Linked DNA regions of Sus scrofa: region 1 is linked to region 2. A link is a contact called in public HiChIP or PLAC-seq data. All regions are on one chromosome and are shown on one strand. Each heading gives the region's core, a stretch centred on a gene start, on an enhancer-like site or on the middle of the called end of the contact. The rest is flanking DNA. Distances are from core to core; before and after follow the strand shown.

Region 1 (5,448 bases), core at 900-3,399, 240 kb after region 2:
ACTCTTCTGCCATCTTGGGCCTAGATGGTTCTAACCAGGTTGTGTCATATCCTCAAGGGCCACATCATTTTCTTTAAAGGTTGTGCCCTGCCCTCTCCCCTCCTGTTTCATTATTATTCTGTCCTCATCCCCTCATTTCCACACCCTCACAGGATCAGAGGTGGGCAGACGTGACGACAGTTCAGAGAGGATTCATGCCTACACTTACTTTAACCTTCTTCCCCCTCCAGTTTTCATCAGGGAAGGAAATGAAGCCAGATGCCCAGGTCAACGCCTCCTCCTGTCTCCTGTTCCCCACCTACTATTCTGGCAGAGATGGTCAGGGCAAGACGACTCCAAAGAAAAGGAGCTTCAAATGTAGGAACAAAGGAACAAGCTGGGAAGAGCCACTGAGCCAGCTGCTGCAGCCAAGGTCAGGGATGGGAGGACAAAGGGACGGCTGGGGTGACGTGGGCAGCGAGAGCCCTGAGCGGGGAGGGCAACCACTGGCTGCTTCAGGGAGGAACTAAGCCTCAGAAGAGCTTGAAGGAACCAAAAGGACGAAATGCCCATGTCTCAGATACTTACAGACTGATGAAGAGGGCCATAGAGGGGGTTGGCATCCAGGTGACACCAGGAGCAGAAATGGACTGGAAAGCTCCTGTGCCATTACGGCGGAAGATATGGGCCACAGAGCCACACATGTGGGCAACAACAGGAGCTTTAAAATCCATGACGAGGTCTGAGCCCAAGGGCAGGGGAGCCATTCTCTGAAATGAAGCAAGTCAAGGTGCTGATGTGGCCCGCCGCAGCGCAGGAATCCACAGGAGCTGCGGACCCAGAGGAGCGCGGCTTTCTGATCTGGCTCTCCCAGGCCACCTGGAGGCCAAAGGGATGTAGCCAAAGGAGGAGGGGGCCAGAGGGCAAATACATGTGCTAGCACCAGGGTGAGGGGTGGGAATGCCTTCCCCTGCTCAGATGGCCTTAAGAGATACAGGCACTAGGCTTCAACAATGTAGTCAGAACTCGCTAGAGTTCTAATTAGGGGGAGTTTCCCAGTAATTTGCCCTCAGTACTTTAAAACCCCTCTCCCCTACTCCTCACCCCACTTCCCTGCCCTCCACAATAGTCAGCCTATCATCTCAGCTCAATTAATAAAGAACATGGGACGTTCCCATTGTGGCGCAGTGGAAACAAATCCAACTAGTATCCATGAGGTTGCAGGTTCGACTCCTGGCCTTGCTCAGTGGGTTGGGGATCCAATGTTGCCCTGAGCTGTGGTGTAGCTTGCAGTCAGGGCTCGTATCCTGCGCTGCTGGCCGGCAGCTGTAGCTCCGATTTGATCCCTAGCCCAGGAACTTACACATGCTGCAGATGTGGCCCTAAAAAGCAAAAAAAAAAAAGAATATGAATGCCACAAGTCATTAATGCCTGACACTGTGATCCCAGAAAACTGACAAGTTAGGAATTTACAATATGAAATTATTCACTCATGCAACTAATATTAGTGGAGGGTCCACAAAGTACAAGCAATGTAGAGATACAGCAAAGAATTATAGGAGGACTCTTCAACCCTAAAGCTTCAAATGAATACATGATTAATTTCCCCCAATCCTTTCTTATAAAATCTCCACTAACCCTAAGTGGTTCCCTAGAAAGACTTTTTTTTCCCCTTCCTTATTGTACACAAATTCTTGATAACAGAATCTATTTGCAAAACAAATGGTTCAGGGGAGAAAAACTAAAACCCCCAAAGAAACCAAAACTAGACCTCTTAGCTAAAAACAGAGACAATAAGTCTTATCTGAAATATACTAAGATAATGGAACTGAAACCCTGAGAGAGCCCCTGGGGTGTAATACTTTTCTTAATTCTCAATGATAGGAACAATAGAAGAGCGTGCCAAGTATTGTTCATTTGTGTTAGTTTTAAAACAATTTTAAAACCAAATCTATTTTACATAAGTATTATATACACATGATTTAAAGAATCAAATCTATAAGGCTTATAACAAAAACAGTCCCTGGGCCCACTTCTCCTGCCTGGGTTCATCCGCAAAGTTAACCACTTTCCACTCTCCTAGTGTGTTTTTCTGGTATTTACTGAATAATGTTCATCTCGCGCTAGTTCTTGACTCAGCAATTTTAGACATTTTTGCACTGACTTTCACTTGGGGTCAAGACGTCACTCTCCAGCATTCCTACTCCTTGGCTGACATTCAGATGGTCAGAGTTACAACTGTTTGAGCTGTTTAAATATTGCAAAATGAACTTCTGTACTGGTTGGTGTAGAAGCTTCCTCAATGTCCCATCTCTGTCACCCTAGCTACTCCCATTCCTGTCCTGGGAAACCCTGGACTTCCCCAGGATCCAGCAGCTGAGGGGCCCCTCTAGACCCCTGCTGCAGCGCTTTGACCACTGCCTGTTCTGAATGTCCAGTGCTCATGCTACCCTCTGTTCATTCCTAATCCCTTTGCCTTCCCATAGAACTCTTCCGATTTTTTATTGAATACAGATTTGGGGTGTTCATTACTATGTCTATATAAATATTGTTCACTGGAGCCAATCTGTAACTATGATGACATTCCTTATACAACTTTCCGCTTTTACCGGAGTGATTAAATGCCTGATATTTGACATGATTATTTTAATATCTGAATACTATAAAATATCTCCAAATGTATAATTTTCCAGGTAGTTAAAACCATCACTTTTGTTGTCACTTACACTTTCTCCTCCTGAAAATATCTCACTTGGAGTCTTACATATTCATTTTCCAGCCTGGTCTGACTGGGCTTTTCTCCAGATCTGCTGGACAGTGTCCTATGGACCTGAATTGCCTGCTATCTTGGAGCCTCTCTTTCCTAGATCCCATGCGCTGCTTCTTTGGTTTACCCTTTGTAGTGGAGCACATCCCCAAACAGGACGCTTTGGAGGTTCTCCGTTTTTGTTTTAAGATTTTGCGTATCGGGGAATGGCTTTTGGCTCACCTCACACTTGATTGACTGGGTATAGAATGCTAGGTGTCAAATCATTTATACTGAGAATTCCCAGATTGCATTACTCCAGAGATGTCAAGATTCAGGATTGTTATCTAGTGGTTTGATGACATCAATTCCCTTTTCTTTCTTTTTTTAATGGATACAGTATCTTCATCTCTGGGAGGGCAGTAATTAGACTGGAACTTTCAAAAAATCTTTTTTTTTTTTTTTTTTTGGTTTGTTTTTGAGGTCCTATGTTTGCTTCGGTTTTTGTGTTCTTATTTTTGGTTAACCAGTATGCACTGAGAAACTTTCATGTGCCTTATAGGCACTGTTCTAGGTGTTTGGGATACATGAGAACAAAGATTGCTGCCTTTGTGGGGCTCAAGTCTTTTGGTCTCTGCATTTGGAGACTTCCTTCAAATGTCTGTTGAGTCTCCATTTGTGTGTTTATTATTTTTTTAAATAGAACTTAAATAAAATGCAGAAAATTTAAATGTATAGGCCAGTGAAATTTTACAACTGTACACGCAATGTATGCACCCCTCAGATCAAAGAGCATTTCTACAACCCAGAGCCCCTGTGCCCATTCCCAGCTAACATCTCCTCTCTCCCCAGAGGTAATCACTGCAGGTTGGTTTTGCCTCTTCTGTGATTTCACGCACAGTATGTACTCTTTTGAGCCTGGCTTCTTTCATTCAACATAATGTCTTTGCGATTCATCCATGTTGTATGTATCAGTAATTCAGCTTTTTTAACTCCTGTGTCGCATTTCATCATGTGTATATGCCGCAATTTATTTTTTCATTCTATTGATTGGTACTTGGGTTGCTCCCAGTTTTGTATTATGTCCATTCATTTTTTGAGAGTAAAATACATACAAAATTGTTTCTAGAAGCTCTGTGTGAGTGGGGCTTAGAGACTAAACAGCTCCACAATGGGGCGATTGGATTGTCCAGCTGGCTCTGAGGCTTGGGACCTCCAAATAGCACCACTGGTAGCTTTTTTCTCTGGGGCTTTTTCAGTTTCCCTAAAGAAGGATCATCCAAGACGTGTGAGCCAGGCTGCCAGGATCCTAGAACTTCAAGCCTTATCCTTCCAGTGTCGAATTTCATCTTGCCCATTTTTTTTTCCCCTGAGTCTTACCTTACTCTCCAGGGCCTCTTTATTTCAATTTTCCAGAAAACAAGCCCCTTTATCAGAGAGAATTACTGGCGATGAGTGGAGGGGATAAGGACCCAATGTCATTTCCGGGCTCCTCCAACTCATCTCACTCGACCTCTTGTGGTGTCCTCCGTTCTTCAATTGTCCAGAGATTCGGGGCAGGGGGAGGAGAGACTGGACTTCTCTTGACAATGTATCTCTCTGAAGGCACTTAGGTTCCACCTCCCCTGCTCGGCTAATTCATTTCTCTTTACTCCAAACACTCTCTTTCTTCATATGCTAAGATTTGGGGCGACATACCTCCTGATTTCATCAAAAGATGAGTGTTTCTCTTTCTTGTTCTTGTTATTTTGGGGTAAATGGTACAAAGGGAGGGAAATGGATTCAGTGGCTTTGCACTTCCTTTCCCCTCCTTTGTTGAAGTTAAAGGCTCCTCATCACCACTTCTAAGTACAAAAGTCTGAAGAGGTGACCCTGCCCCTTGCTTCAGGTTCACCTGTAGCAAGTCTCTCTTTTTTCCTATGTTTAATGTAATTTTATTTTTAATGAGAAGTCATTTGCAAAGCACAATTTAAAAAAAAAAATAGGAAGTCATTTTCTGGCTGTTGTTGCTAGGCAAAACAGCTCTTTCAAGTAACGATGAGTTTTCTTTTCTCAAACTGTGTCTGGAAAATTTTGTGCAATAGACCTGTCTTTTTTTATCCTTCTGATCTACGTAGCACTTATGAAGTGGGTTCCAGCACTGCTGGGGTGAGACCTTCAGGGAAATGTGTTTGGTCATTGTTTGGCAGGTCAGGTGTGTCCAGAAGGTAAAGACTTCGGTTCCCGGAGTTCCGTTCTGTGTGCTGGGCGCCTCAGTGGCGCCTGTCTTAACTGGGGTGTGTACACAGCCTTCGTGTGTTCCTCTAGGAAATCCTGTAGGCTTGGAGGTCAGTGGTCGGTGGTTAGGTGATACGGATGGCTTGCTTGGAAAGTGGCAGCTTCAGAAGTTTTCCTTTCCTGCATCCTTGGTTACAGTGTGGCCCACTGTAAAGAGTGGGGATTGTCCTTACCCTGGAACTGTTGGGGGCCTGCGTCTAACTCCCAGGTTGTGACTGTGGCATTTAGCAGAAATGGCTGGGCTCAGAAGCAGCTTCTCATGTTGCCTGGAGGTAGCAAGTCTCTTTAGATAAGACGTCCTTGTAGGGACTTACCTGATGGTCCTCCAGTAAACAATGCTGTCCCACACTCACCTGGCATGTTAGCATCTCTTCACACCGCCAGGAACCTTCCTCTCTGATTAATGTCCTATTCAACTGCTCGACCCTCCTTTTCTTGGCTGGGGG
Region 2 (6,160 bases), core at 1,154-3,653:
AGGCTCAGAGACGCTTTTGTGTGAGTCCAGAACAACCACACGTAGCCCAGGATTAGTGAGCCGACCGCAAGTGTGTGGAAAGCGAGGAGGCCGTCTCCCGCTCCCACGGGGAGCTGGAAATAGAACTCTGCCCTTTGTCCTTGAGGAGCTGAGGCAACTGCCCCGTGTGGGAGTCCCGGCCACAGCCCCTTGGTTCCTCTCGCCCCCCCATTCCCCTCCTGCCCTTCTTCCTCTGTGGCCTCAGCCCCCGCCTGGGAACACTGTGGGCTGCGCTCAGCCCCACTGCTGGTCACCTCTGGGCTGGCGGGAAGGTCACATCCGGAGAATGGGTGCGCTCCTGGTTGCCAGGGAAAGCCGGACAACGCCTTCCTATGGGTACTAGCTGCCACCCGAAGCCCTGACCTGGGGCCATTCCGAAACGTTCTGCCTCTTTCTGGCAGTCATGTCAGTGTCAGGCACACCCTTCCAGGGTTTTAAGACTTCATTAAGCGAGAATCGCAGAGAGAAGCACTGTGCATTTTACACGGCATCCCGTGCACGCAGTATCGCTGGTCTTCTCCACATATGGACAGGGGTCCTTGGCTCCGGCCCCAGGCTTTGCCACACTCAGCTTGTGGGCAGTCGGGCAGGAGTCGGGAGGGAGAGGGAGGAGCGGGAGTAAGTATCTATGCCCCATCGGCTGGCCCCAGGCTGGCTGGCTTCCTCTCTCTGCTGATGACCACAGCTCCTGTCCGAGCTCTCCCCACATGACTCTCCGTCTCCAAGTTCTGGAAACACCTTCTGCCTTCAAGCTTTCAAGGCTGAGGCTGATAACTAAGCCCCGCAGTTCCTTGACCTGGCCCTGCCCCAGCTCTGGTGAGTTCCCTACACCCTGCCCACGTCTTTGTAAACAGTTCCTTTATTAAATGCCCACAGATGACACAATCAGAATGTGCCATCTTTCTACTGCTGTATCCACGCGGCGTGTGTCCATACATTACACGCACACACACACGTTCACACGAGACTCGTGAAATAACACTCACTCTTACTCCCCACCAGGGACTGTCATATATGACTCTCTTCTGTCAAATTATCAGGAATGCTTGTCCCACCTCCTCAATTCATGCCATGACTCACTTGTGGCTCTCAATTCCATCTGCAAAGCACGCGTGGGGCCAGCCCCAGGGAGGCCGCTGGTCAGCTGGCCTGGCTACGGCGTCTGGCAGAGGTCAGCGTGGAACGTGCTGGGGGTCTGTTGGATGACTCTGCAGAATGGGTGTCTACGGGGCTCCCCTAGGGGAAGGCTGGACTCCTTTCTGGGGGTCGTTCCTTTCTGCGGGCATCCCATCCCGGGGGCCGGGTTTCCACCTTGTAAGCTAGAAAGCTGTGTTGGTTAGATGCTCTGAGCTGCTGCGCTTCGGGGTGACTCACACAACAACCGGGCACAACCGCTGCAGTCCGGATTCAGCCACCCCCCAGGACGGTCCGGCGGGCACCAGAGCCGTGTTCACCCACCGGCACCCTCTCACGGGTGGGAATTCTCTCCGGAAAACCAGGCTGTCATCAGAAGGCGCCCGGCCAGCATGGCCTTAGAGCAAGGGCGTCCTTAGCAGCGGGGGCGGATCTGGGCGTCCAGAGCAGGACCTCTCCGGGACGCCCGCTTCAGGGGCCCTGCTCTGATCCCAAACCCTTGCTGACCCACCCCCTCTGGCTGACGCATTGACCTTCTCATTCTGTTCCCTACTGGGTCAGAACGATTGAAGCTTCTTATTTTGGTCCTGGTGGTGGTGGGTGGGGGTGGTTTGCGGGGTGGCTGCCCAAGGGTGGGTGGCACATGTGTTCAGGGAGCAGGGGAGTTCCCCCTGCCTCACCTTCCAGGTGGTCCTGAGATGGGCCCAGTATCTGGCCAATCAGCAATGGCCACAAGTGCAGGCTTAGGAGCGCTTTGTGGAAACTGGGCTGCCGTGGGGCGCATTATAGGCACGATCTCATTTCTCTCCCGACGAGCTGATGAGAAAGGGCCGGTTTCCCCACCATGTACCTAAAGAGACCGAGGCTCAGAGAGCCCAGGTGATTGGGCTGAGGTCGTACTGTAAGCCAATGGCTAGGGGACCCTAGAAGCCATCCGTGAGTGCACACAGGCTCTGAAAGGACAAGGAATGTGTCCCCAGCCCCTTGAGCTCCCGCTCCCTGAAGGCAGGTCCTGGCTCCGGCAGGAAATTCCCTCTCTGCCCCGCTAGCCCCCCCACAGTGCCCAGGGCAGGACTCAGCACCCCTGGACCCAGGCACCCACACTTGCTGACAGGCGCAGATTGGGGATCGGCCTCTTGCCAAAGAGGGAGGGCCAGTGGGAGCCTCAGACCACAGGGAGGTGACTCCATGGACGCACCAGACCGTGGTGGTGACTCAGCTGCCTGGCTGGTGGACGGTGCTCGGACGTCAGCCCTTGCACTGCGGCCCTTCCCTTTTTCCCCTGGAACAATAACAAATCCTGGCTCTGTGATTCGGTTGCCATGGGAACTAGAAAACATTTGATAACGTGGAAACACTGGGACAGGTGGGCTGAGCAGGTCTGGGTGAAAACAACCTTTCCTGCCCCTTCACCCCAAATCCCGGGCGTCTCACCTGTTTGGAGCAGATTAGGTAAGTAGCCAAGAGGGCGTTACCCTGCCACCTGTGTTGAGTGATCTTGTCCGACCAGGAAGTCTGGGGCAGCCACAAGTCTGCGTGCTCGTGGGATGGGCCCAAATTCCTGCTGGGAGAAGTGAGAACTGAGGCACCCTGTCTGCCTGGGAGACCGAGCGTCATGTGGGGTGTCTGCCCCTGGCAGGCGTGGGCCTCGTCCAGGACACTGAAGGCAACAGGAAGAGGGGAGGCACAGGTCCTGATGCTCAGAGAGCTCCTGTCTGCTTGGGGCAGGCCACACACCTGGACAGTCCTGCCCGGTCCCAGGCCACACTGGGAATCACCAGGCAACAGTGAGAGAGGTGCTTGGGAGAGTGGCTTCTGGGCGGGCATGGGGCTCTGGGAAGGGAACTGGAGCCCTCCAGCCCCAACAGGACCGCCGAGGGTGGCGCCAGGCTCTCTTGTTGGGTGACAGCTGGGCGCAGGGGACTGCAGGCGCTCGGAGGCTCAGCCCTCCCTGCCTTCCTCGCCAACCACGTCGCGGTCCCCGTCCTCCTCCTCCCTCCTCCACGCTCATCAACACCTCTGCAGGCGGCATGTGGCTCCCACAGCGGTGTCCCCCCCAAGACTAAACAGGCTCCACGCCCTGCCCACAGGACTCCTTTTCCTCAAACACTGACGCTTCCTAGGTTTAATGGCCTCTCCATGTGCACACGTATGACCCTCCTTCCACGCGGGTCTCTCGTGGGGACCTCCCTGTCCTCCCCCACGGCCGCCCCGGGCCTTCCTTGCACGTGACCGCTGAAGCCACCTCCTAGATGTTCTCTTCGTCCCACCCAGGCTTGGAGGCGGTGCCCCTAAAGCCCTTGACCTCTGCCCCACGTGCCAGCATTTTCAGCTTCTTATTGGGCATCGCCCCAAGCAACTCAGACCCAGACTGCCCGAGACAGGACCGCCCTGCCCCACAGACTCTTTGGCTTCTATTTCCTCTCTCCGTGGGGAGAGCCCCAGCCTCCTCCCGTGTCCCTGCCCGCTGGCTCTGTCCCCCCCCCCCCTCCACCGGGGTCAGAATTCCTTTCTAACACATGGCTCTTCGCAGCGCTCCTGCTCAGAGACCCTTGATCTCCTCGTTGACCACGTCCAGGTCTCCTGGGAGGCAGATGAAGGCCTCCTGGCCCAGCCCCACCTCCCACTCGCTCTCTTTCTGTCTCCTCCCTCCCCTTTCTGTCTGTCTGTCTCTGCCTCTCTCTGTCTGTCCCTCTCTCACCTGCAGGTCCCTGTGCCTCTTGCTCTTTTCTAGCATCGCCCCCTTTGTCATGCTGACGCCTCGGCCTGAAACCCCCTCTTCCTCCACCTGGGAACCCCCACCCTCCCCAAGGCCCCGAGCCCAGCCCAGATATCTCCCCAGCCCCATTGCACCCCAGATCCAGGGCAGAGGTCACCACTCCCTCTGCGCACCCACAGAATTCAAGCATTTTCCACCCGGACCAGGAGTTCCTGTTTCCAGCCACCTCCACAGGCCTGCAGACCTGTGGTGCCAGGCCTGTCTATCCCTTTGTGTCCTGACGTCCAGCTCGAGCCGGGGCCCCACGAATGCTGCACAGATCCCGAGTCCCCAGCTCCTCTCTCCGCCAACAGGGCAGAGCGCCCGCCTCACTCCACCCTCTTTCCCTGTGGTGTTCTGCACTTAGTACCTACCCTCAAAATGTTTGTTGAAGTGCTGAACCCTGCCATTCCTGTGCACAGCCCTGCAGTGGCTCTGGGGGCCTGTGACAGGCTGGCCACCTCGGGCATACAGGGCAGCGGTGACCTGATCATTGGAGGCCCTTCTGCCACAGCAGGGGCAGGACCCAGAAGGAGGATGGCACCCTCAGCCCTCAAGTCAGCCACCCCACAGGAAAACTCAGCCTCTCATGCCTGCTGGTGGCCAGCAATTGCTGGAAGCTTCCTCGGCTCCCTCCCACACTCCCTCCTTCCATCATTTTCCATCAGCCCAAATTCCTGGAGCTGGGTGTACAGACACTGGCTGCCCCGCCTCCACCTGCCCATACACACCAACCCTCTTGCCAACCTCACCTTCCTGCATTTCATGGACAAGCTCCGGTTAATCCAGGCCTCCTGGCCCGCATACTCTGCAGGCAACTGCTCAGGCAATTCCCCTCCCCTGGAGGCCTCCCTTCTCTCCTCCACTGATCCGAAACCGCTGCTGCAGGCCCCGCTCTGGTCTCCCCTTCCCCGCGAATTCCGTGACGCGGAACTGCCTCCCTGAATCACATCGCGGTCCTGTGGCAATCAGCAAGCACCACTCCGCTTAATAGTTCATCAGTCTCCACGCTTTTTTAAAACGCACGTTCATTTTCTTTCCGCACCTAGATGATAAGCTCTGAGGGATCAACTAGTTCTCTAGCTGCCGGGAAGGCGGGGGAATGTAGGTTTCTTCTCAACTCCCTTAGCTTCCTGTTTGTGTCCTCAACTTGAGTGGAATCATCTTTGAGAGTCCTAGTGTCTGCCTGATCAAGTCTTTTCTTGGACAGCCCCGAAAATACATCACAGATTACAAGGAAGCCTCATGCCTCAGGCTTCCAGGACTGAGAATTTAATGGACCAGAAGCTCAGCTTCTGCGGTCGGCCTGGCTGGCTGGGAGGGCTCCCAGGAGGAGAGAGAAACCAGGATTTCCACACCGTGGGAGCAGTTGTTGCCCTGCTTTGCGGTGGCTGGGGAATGACGTCCTCAGCTGGAGCAAGGCTGTGGTGGCTTGGTGACCCCGGGACCTGTGCCCAAGGGAAGTGAACCAGCCGGCCCTCTGGCTGGCCTCGGAGGAGCCTGCCTGGAGCCAGGGGGTGAAGCCAAGGGCCTTGTGATGGCCTGCCTGGCACTGGGCACCATGACCACTCCCTCCGAGCAGGGCTGGCTATGGCGAGGGGCGTGGGCAGCTGAGCAGAGCAGGGGAACCCCTGAGAATTGCATTCGCTGTCACTTTGCCCAGCAGCCTCCTTTAGGTCAGGTTACACAGGACTCCCTTCAGGCTAGACACATGTCCATGGGGCGGCTGAGCCCCGGGCAAGCCCCTGAGCACCTGGGGCCTGAGCCTCCAGGAGTGTGCATGGCGTGAGCCTAGGGTCTAGGAAGGGGAGTCCAATGCCAGGGGCTCAGATGCCTCTTTCTCCTCCTCACTTTCCTGCCAGACACTGTGCTTTTATCCCCTCCACCTCACATCGCCTCCTTTCTGCGAGGTCACTTTCTTTTTTTAATTTTTTTATCTTACATTTTTTATTGTAATTGATTTATACTGTTCCGTCAATTTCTGCTGTACAGGAAAGTGACCCAGTTATACGTATATACACACATCCTCTTTATCACATCATCCTCCATCGTGCTCCATCACAAGTGATGAGATATAGTTCCCTGTGCTATACAGCAGGATCTCATGCTTATCCACTCCAAATGCAATAGTTTGCATCTATTAACCACAAACTCCCAGCCCATCCCACTCCCTCCTCCTCCCCCTTGGCAACCACAAGTCTGTTCTCCAAGTCCATGAGTTTGTTTATT

Evidence for each region. HiChIP or PLAC-seq counts read pairs in DNA pulled down with a chosen protein or histone mark.
Region 1: an H3K27ac HiChIP or PLAC-seq map of alveolar macrophages shows a contact between it and region 2. The contact joins two enhancer-like sites. A contact is called at or near these places in 1 of 47 Hi-C or Micro-C datasets (liver) and 1 of 2 datasets of contacts at active chromatin or transcription factors (alveolar macrophages).

The regions. Positions count from the first base shown.
Region 1 is chr9:130,672,017-130,677,464 of Sscrofa11.1, reverse strand. No RefSeq gene overlaps it. Among named protein-coding and RNA genes, the nearest start is that of BATF3, 24 kb to the left of the region's middle. Within about 2 kb of position 2,149, at least 11 of the 83 cell types and tissues checked have an H3K27ac peak or open chromatin away from gene starts, as enhancers often do. A contact at or near this core is called in alveolar macrophages, where this site is marked.
Region 2 is chr9:130,912,279-130,918,438 of Sscrofa11.1, reverse strand. It overlaps LOC102164427 (a long non-coding RNA gene), which reads right to left. Exons shown (of 3, transcript XR_002336041.1): 3 at 1-2,734. Among named protein-coding and RNA genes, the nearest start is that of NENF, 44 kb to the left of the region's middle. Within about 2 kb of position 2,403, at least 40 of the 83 cell types and tissues checked have an H3K27ac peak or open chromatin away from gene starts, as enhancers often do. A contact at or near this core is called in alveolar macrophages, where this site is marked.